2 separate regions of the Gossypium arboreum genome follow, and region 1 is linked to region 2. The links are chromatin contacts, called in public Hi-C maps. All regions are on one chromosome and are shown on one strand. The core of a region is the stretch at or near the end of the contact, and the rest is flanking DNA. Distances in the headings are between cores, read along the strand shown.

Region 1 (3,606 bases), core at 887-3,386, 51 kb before region 2:
TGATCCTTCGGGACAGCACCTTTGCCACTATTTTGTTCAGAGAACCCACTAGACAGATCGATCTAAAATCTGAAATATCATTCGGATGTTCAGTTTTGGGAATAAGTGCTATGAAGGAAGAATTTATGCTTTTTTTTAGCTTCCCAGTTCTAAAGAATTCTATCATCATATTAAATAGGTCTTCTCTTACTAATTGCCAGCAACCTTTGAAAAAACACATGTTAAACCCAACCAGCCCAGGAGCTTTTAACTCATCACAACTCCATACTGCTTCCTTAATCTCCTCCAACGTAAAAGGTAACTCTAATTTCGATGTCGTTTCCTCGGATAACTTCTTGAAATTCAACTCCATATCCACATGTTAAACTGTTAATGTTTTAACAAGATTGATGTGGTAACTTGTAACATCCCTACACTTGATCCGACCTTCAAGACCCGGTATAGAACTATTATATTTGATACCAAAATACTTTGATCAATCGAGAAATGAATGAAAATATGTTTGTCACAAGAATGGTTGAATGGTCTTGTAATTTTATCAATACAAAAGATTTTTTGAAGAACATTAATGTTGATGTTATCATTAATAATTTACATCTCAAAATGCTCGTGGAACTCAATTTTTATGATTTTTAATGTTTTTATAATTAATAACATAAGAGTAAATTAAATGAAAAATATATAATCTGATTTTGATTTGAATTGCAGAGCTGTGACGGCAGAAATGGGCAGTAAAAATTCAGTTTTGAATACATTTCCTTCAATTGTGCAAGTGAGCCTTAAGCTAGAGCTGAATCAACATTTCAGGCAAATGATGGAAACTGGCAGCATTATTGTCCCACCAATGAACTTGTACTAGGTCTTATGATTGTGTACTTTTGGGGGTTTCCATAAAAATGCATTGTATGTTCTGTTACAATGGTTTATGAGTTGGGGTGTTGTCAAATTTGAATAATAAATGATTTGATTTGATGAGAAAATTGTATTGTTATGTAAAATATATTAAATTAATGAAATATTTTATATATTTATTATAACAGGTGAATCTTGATAAATATTTTTTAAATTACAACTTTTAAAACTATTTCAGCAATAATTAGAATTATTTGAATCGAATCAAAAGGATTAGTTAAATTAGTTGGGTGAAAATTGATTTATATATCAATTTTGATATGGAGGTTAAACTAATCTTTGAGCGAACTATTTAAAATCAATAAAAATTTAAAACTGAAAAAAAAACAAAGATTGAACTGATTTTATAATTTTATATTTTTAAATTTTTAAATTTTTAATTAATTATTGAATTGTTAGTCAATCTGATTGAACCAAAAATAGATGGTCTAACCTATTCGACTACCAATCAAATTATTAAAACATGGGAAGCAATTCACTTATCCTGATGCAAAATTTAAGTAGTTTTATAACCTTCTATAACATTTTATACCATTAATATTTTAATAATTCAACCATTGAATTTACCAATATATTTTTATAACTTTTAAATCGATATGATATCTCTATCATACATATCTAAAATATTGTCTATATTATTGATTATGTCTTACCTCGATTAGCATAGGTATTATTGTCAATGCAGAAGGACGTGGGTTCAAATGCGCTGAAATACATTACCCTCCTATTTATAAATTAAGAAAGAATTATATATAATTTTAAAAATTATGTCAAAAAAATAAATACTTAATTTAACTATTCATCTATTATTATATGTAAAAATTTTCACCTGCTACACCTACCATACCCCATCATTTAATAAATTGGACAAAATCTCAGACTTTATGTCCACAATAATTTAAGTCCTTGGGAAAAAGACAGATTTCAATGATTACCGTTTCTTTCAACATATAATGATTTGGATTTAGAGTGAGAAATATGTATTTTAATCCCCTGGATTTGACCCAACTATATAATTATTGCAATTGGATATTAGCATACCCAGAAATTATGGCAATTGGATATTAGCATACCCAGAAATTATGGCAATTGGATAATCAGTGTTATAGTTATACCCAGAAAATTATTTTTTGTTTTGATATTAGTTGTACTGATATCAATGTGTTTTGATGCATCAACGAATAAGATCCAAGTACAAAAGGAGGCTTATTTGTTCTCACTATTTGCACAACAGAGATTAAATTGGCGTGACAACTTGGAAAACTTTTGTATGAATCAATCAAACATGAAATCTTTACAGCAAACATTACAAATACACAACTAAAAATGATTATGAAATCGGGATTTTGTCATAGAGATTGTAGATGGTGGTTTTTTTGTTTTTTTTGTTAGACCTTGGTGGGAATAACCCCACATTTTGCCCACTACTTTTATTTTGTGTGCTAGTTGGGCATGTGATGGTGATTGTTTTTATGGGGATCATCACTATAAATGCCTCCTAAGCCTAAGATCTTTAGGAATAGGTAAATCTAAGGGGAAGATGAAAAATTGTTATTTAAGTCTTTTAAAATTTTTTAAAATTTTAAATCAGTAAATTTAAAATTTCATTTTAACTCCTAAAATTATAAAAATTAAAATTAATTATTTTAAAATTATAAAGATATACACTATTAAAAATTAAAATTTTATTTCGATCCCTCCTAAAAAATATTTCGGCTTTACCCTTGTCCCTATGCACCAAAAACATTTTCTGAAAACAATTATATCTAGTGAGGTTTTTGAGTGCTTAAAAGGCTTTGACGATTTTTGATGTTTTTTAAATTTTGTGTTTTCGTATAGTTAAATACGACGTCTTTATCTGTTGTTTGGCACACTCAATAAATGGTGCTACAGTATGAATAATAATTTCGAGAAATGTCATTCTTTGCATGAATACTTTTGGGGACAATTTTATATCGGGAACAACTATTTTTCCGAATAACCTTAGAATGTTGCAGGATTTGTAGATTGTTTCACTTTTGATATGCCTTAAAAAGCATGATTTGTGCAATGTTTATATTCATCATACAATCAATAATTATTTTATTTCAATATTTGATTAAATAGATAGATAGATAAAGAATAGGTCTTTGTCGTTGCATTGTGCATGAAGTGCTTATTTTTAAATATGGCGTGCAAGTTTTTATGTGTATGTCACAGATTAGGTCATATGGCAATATATGTATGTGTGTGTGGAGGTGTTGTGTTGTATTTCCATAGTATTGTGATGTAAATTTCTAGTTTGTTTATTTGTGATCTCGTATTTCAGCTTAATTTCATGTTATTATTGATGTGTTTCTGTTTATGCACATTTAAATTTTGACTCGAAAGTTTACTTAAAATTTTGGAGTAAAATTTATTGATAACTTTGAAAGAAAAGCTATAATTTTTGAAAATTTCTTGAATACAATCTTGAAAAATATGGACATCACATAAATAATAATAGTAATTACATGTTACTATTTATTATCATAAAGATTAGCCCAAATTAAAAGTATGAGCCAAATATGTGTAAATATTCTAATAACTAATTTCTAATTGATGATGGGCTAATTAGAAATTACAGTTGCAAAAGTTATATGTTAGGGTTATGGCCTCCAAATTACACATACATAAACATAAGTTTTAAATTTATTAATTAGGCATGTTCAAAAA
Region 2 (3,827 bases), core at 757-3,256:
TGAGAAAAATTTTAAACTCAGATTTCGAGTTTTGTTGAACTTAAACAAATATAAAATATGTTAATATTATACTTAGACTCGAATCGACTCAAAACTAACCCGATCCGGCCCATAAGAACATCTATTTGCTCCCTTATACTTCGCTTTTATATAATAGATTTAAAAGTAAAAAAATTGTACACTACAATTTATGCTGTATTAATTTGGAAAGAATATGATTTTTGTCCCAATTAAGTTAGTATCATTTTGTTTTGTGTTTCCAATTTTAATTAATTATTTAAGAGGATAATTTCAATTCATCAATTTTTAAAATTAACTTTTAAAATATTTAAAGATTTTCAACTATTTTTATTAAATGAAAATTCAAACAAATTAAATCTAAAGAATTAATTAAACATCTTAATTCTAGAGAAAATAATATTATTAGAGTTTGTTTTGAGTTTAAAGTTCGATACAACTTAACTTTATATTTAATTGGAGCTCAATGTAGTTGTGGTTAAAGTTAAAAAAAAAGGCTTAATGCATAAGTTCGACGCTTTTTTTCTTTCTAATGTGATAATTGTATTTAACAAAAGTTATACATTTTAGTACCTAAAGATAATATTTTAGTTTCTAATTTAGATTTTAAAGTTGATTTGATGAAAATTTATAATTACCTAATAATATTAGCAATTAACTTTCATCAAATCAATCTCAAATTGGAATTAAATCACATCTATTGGATTGTATTTAACAAGTTAATCGCAAAATTAAATAAATTCAGAATTAACACTAAACTATTAAAAAATCATGAAAATTAAAACCTAATAATATTAGTAATTAACTTTCATCAAATCAAGTATTAACATTCAAATATTACTTTTGGGAATGAAAATATATAACTTTTATAAATACATATATTAAATTAGATTAAAAAAACAAAAATTACCATATTAGATAAAAACGTTAAACTCGAGTAACAAAGGATGAGAGAAAAATAGAGATATTCATGGGTCGGGTCAGGCCAGGTTTCGGTCAGACCTAAATATGATATTAACATATTTTATGCTTGCTCAAGCTCGCCCAAAATCTGGGCATAGAATTTTGCCCAAACCTGCTCATATTTGCAAAAGACTAACCCAAACCCATTTTAGGCCCACCCATATTATTTTTAAAAAATATTTATATTATTTTATTTTAATATTTAATATTTTTTTATTTATTGAAATTTTTTTATAGTAATCTTAACATTTTTTTTTATATTTACATTAGAGGAGTATTATATATTTAATATATATTTATTTTTAATGTGTTATAAATTACATAATATAAAGTATTATAAATTTAAAAAGGGTTGGGTTAGGCTGAGCTCAGGCTTCAAATGTTCAAGCCCGAGTCCGACTCATATTTTAAACAAGTCTAATTTTTTTGTCTAAATTTATTTTTTAGACCTAATATTTTTGTCCAAACCCTTCCAAATTTCGAGTGAGTCTTCGATCCTGAACGGATAAACTAACTCACGAACATGAGAGAATCCACTTATAACAATCTTCCATTACAAATTACATGCTTTAAATTTAATGTAAAATGATGTGATTCTAACTAATAAAATGGTAAAAGTAATTGGGAGATCCCTATATTATAGAGATTGTATCTAATTAATCTCTCTATTATTAAATAGATTAATTTAGTTTCTATATTATTAAAAACATCAAATGTCAAATTAGAATAGACTTAACATTTATTATTTTAAAAATATTATTTATTGTTTAACAAAGTTAATAATTTTAAAGTTTTTATGATTTTATAAATGGAATATTTTGTTTGAAATTAAAAATAATAATTTTTAAGATATTTTTACATAGAAAACGTTAACTCTTTTGGACTTAATTTGATTATTTTAATAGTATATGAACTAAATTGATTTATTTAATAATAGAGGGACTAATTTGATACAATTAACCCAAAACAAATACTTCATTTTAAAGTTCTAGATTTCCGAAAATGCCCTTATCTTTCTATACAAAGACGATAAAGCCGCCAATAAACGCCCTGCCTTGGTTTTTTTTTCCTTCGAAGTCTTCTCAGATAGTCGTCCCTCTGTCACTTACTACTCGTCGAAGTCTCGATCTCTAATTGCTCACCATAAATGTTGGATCCATTTTCTATATGAAACCATATAGAATCCAATAGGAAAATCTCCTTTGATTTTACCCCAATGGATACCTGTTTCAGATCTCGGTTTTGCATTTTGATCCTCCTCACTTGCTTGTTAAGTTCTGGTTTCACTTTTGTTGGAGCTCAAAATCGCAGACCAAAGAACGTTCAAGTTGCGATTCGCGCTAAATGGTCCGGTACTCCACTGCTTTTGGAAGCCGGGTCTGTTCCCTTTTCTTCTTATTGTCCTTACTTGGTTTATGATTCCCTTGTTGTGGAATTCGTATCTGTTGGTATTTGATTATTTGTTTATGTTAAATGTTATTCTCGTAGTGTAATTTTGGGAATGGATTATTTAATTGTCTTTTTTTCCCTAATTGTTACAGTGAATTACTTTCCAAAGAGTCGAAGAATCTGTTTTGGGAGTTCATTGATGATTGGCTACTTGTTGGAAAAACTGATAATGATTCTCATTCAGCTAAAGATTGCCTTGTGAAAATTTTGAAACATGGCAGCTCTCTTTTGAGCGAACAATTGGCATCGTTATTTGAATTTTCCTTGACTTTGAGATCAGCATCTCCTAGATTGGTGCTTTACCGTCAGTTAGCCGAGGAGTCTATTTCTTCTTTTCCGTTGTCTGATGATAGTTATTCGCACAATGCGAGTGGGGTTGATGATAGTGAAGCTGTGGGAACTAAAAAATTGGATCCCTTGCTTGTTGGTGTAAACCCGAAAAGCCCTCGTGGGAAATGTTGTTGGGTGGACGTTGGTGAGGAGTTGTTCTTTGATGTTGCAGAACTTCAGTCGTGGCTTCTGGGACCTAATGAAGTGTAATGTTGCTGTTTGTGTATATATGTTTTATTTCCCAAAACTATCTTTTTCAGTTTGGAACGCCTAAAAGTGACTTATAATTTGATTAATTGTTACTTTCATTTGTTGGTTTCCAGCAATGGAGACTCCTTTCAGCAGCCTGAACTATATGACTTTGATCACATTCATTTTGATTCGAATATTGCTAGCCCTGTTGCTATTCTGTATGGTGCTCTTGGAACAGAATGTTTTAGGGAGTTCCATGTTACCCTAGTTCAAGCTGCCAAAGAGGTTGCCTTCTCATTCTTTGATTTAGATTTTCTTTTACTCATAAGCCAGATAACACATTTGATTTTTGCTATATTGATAGTTCCTGTTAGTTTTATTGTTTTATGAACAATATTTATTCACATATTAACTGACAAGCATAATCTGAGATAAAACTACCTATTGCAATCAAAATATTCTAGACATGTTGTTTGAATTAATAACTTATTTGAGATTCATCTGGTGCTTAGTGGCAACCTTCATGATTTGTTTTGAGCTGACTCAGTATGATCTAATTGATTCATTTATATGCTTTGTTTGAATTACTGCATGCTACTTATCTGACTGAATACTATTTGCATGCAGTTTTTTCCCCTTACTAGGCTTCCCTTCATCTCTTTTATAAGGATTATGATATCACACTTTTTGGTGCAATGGCTGTTATAAATTCTCTGATTTACCTCATTTTATGTCCAGGGAAAAGTGAAGTATGTTGTCAGACCAGTATTACCTTCTGGTTGTGAAGGAGAAGTTGGCCTATGTGGGGCCGTTGGTGCAAGGGATTCCTTAAACTTGGGTGGCTATGGTGTAGAGCTTGCATTGAAGAATATGGA

What was found. A called contact is a pair of places that touch in the nucleus more often than the background predicts.
Region 1: a Hi-C map of leaf shows a contact between it and region 2, with 3 times the contacts expected there. The contact joins the enhancer-like site here to the promoter of LOC108463868 in region 2. A contact is called at or near these places in 2 of 5 Hi-C or Micro-C datasets (both in leaf).

The regions. Positions count from the first base shown.
Region 1 is chr4:118,863,436-118,867,041 of ASM2569848v2, reverse strand. No RefSeq gene overlaps it. Among protein-coding and RNA genes, the nearest start is that of LOC108459704, 6.6 kb to the left of the region's middle. Within about 2 kb of position 2,136, at least 2 of the 2 cell types and tissues checked have an H3K27ac peak or open chromatin away from gene starts, as enhancers often do. A contact at or near this core is called in leaf, where this site is marked.
Region 2 is chr4:118,811,803-118,815,629 of ASM2569848v2, reverse strand. It overlaps LOC108463868 (UDP-glucose:glycoprotein glucosyltransferase-like), which reads left to right and starts at 2,006. Exons shown (of 37, transcript XM_017763842.2): 1 at 2,006-2,358; 2 at 2,523-2,966; 3 at 3,084-3,237; 4 at 3,691-3,827. The coding sequence starts at 2,198.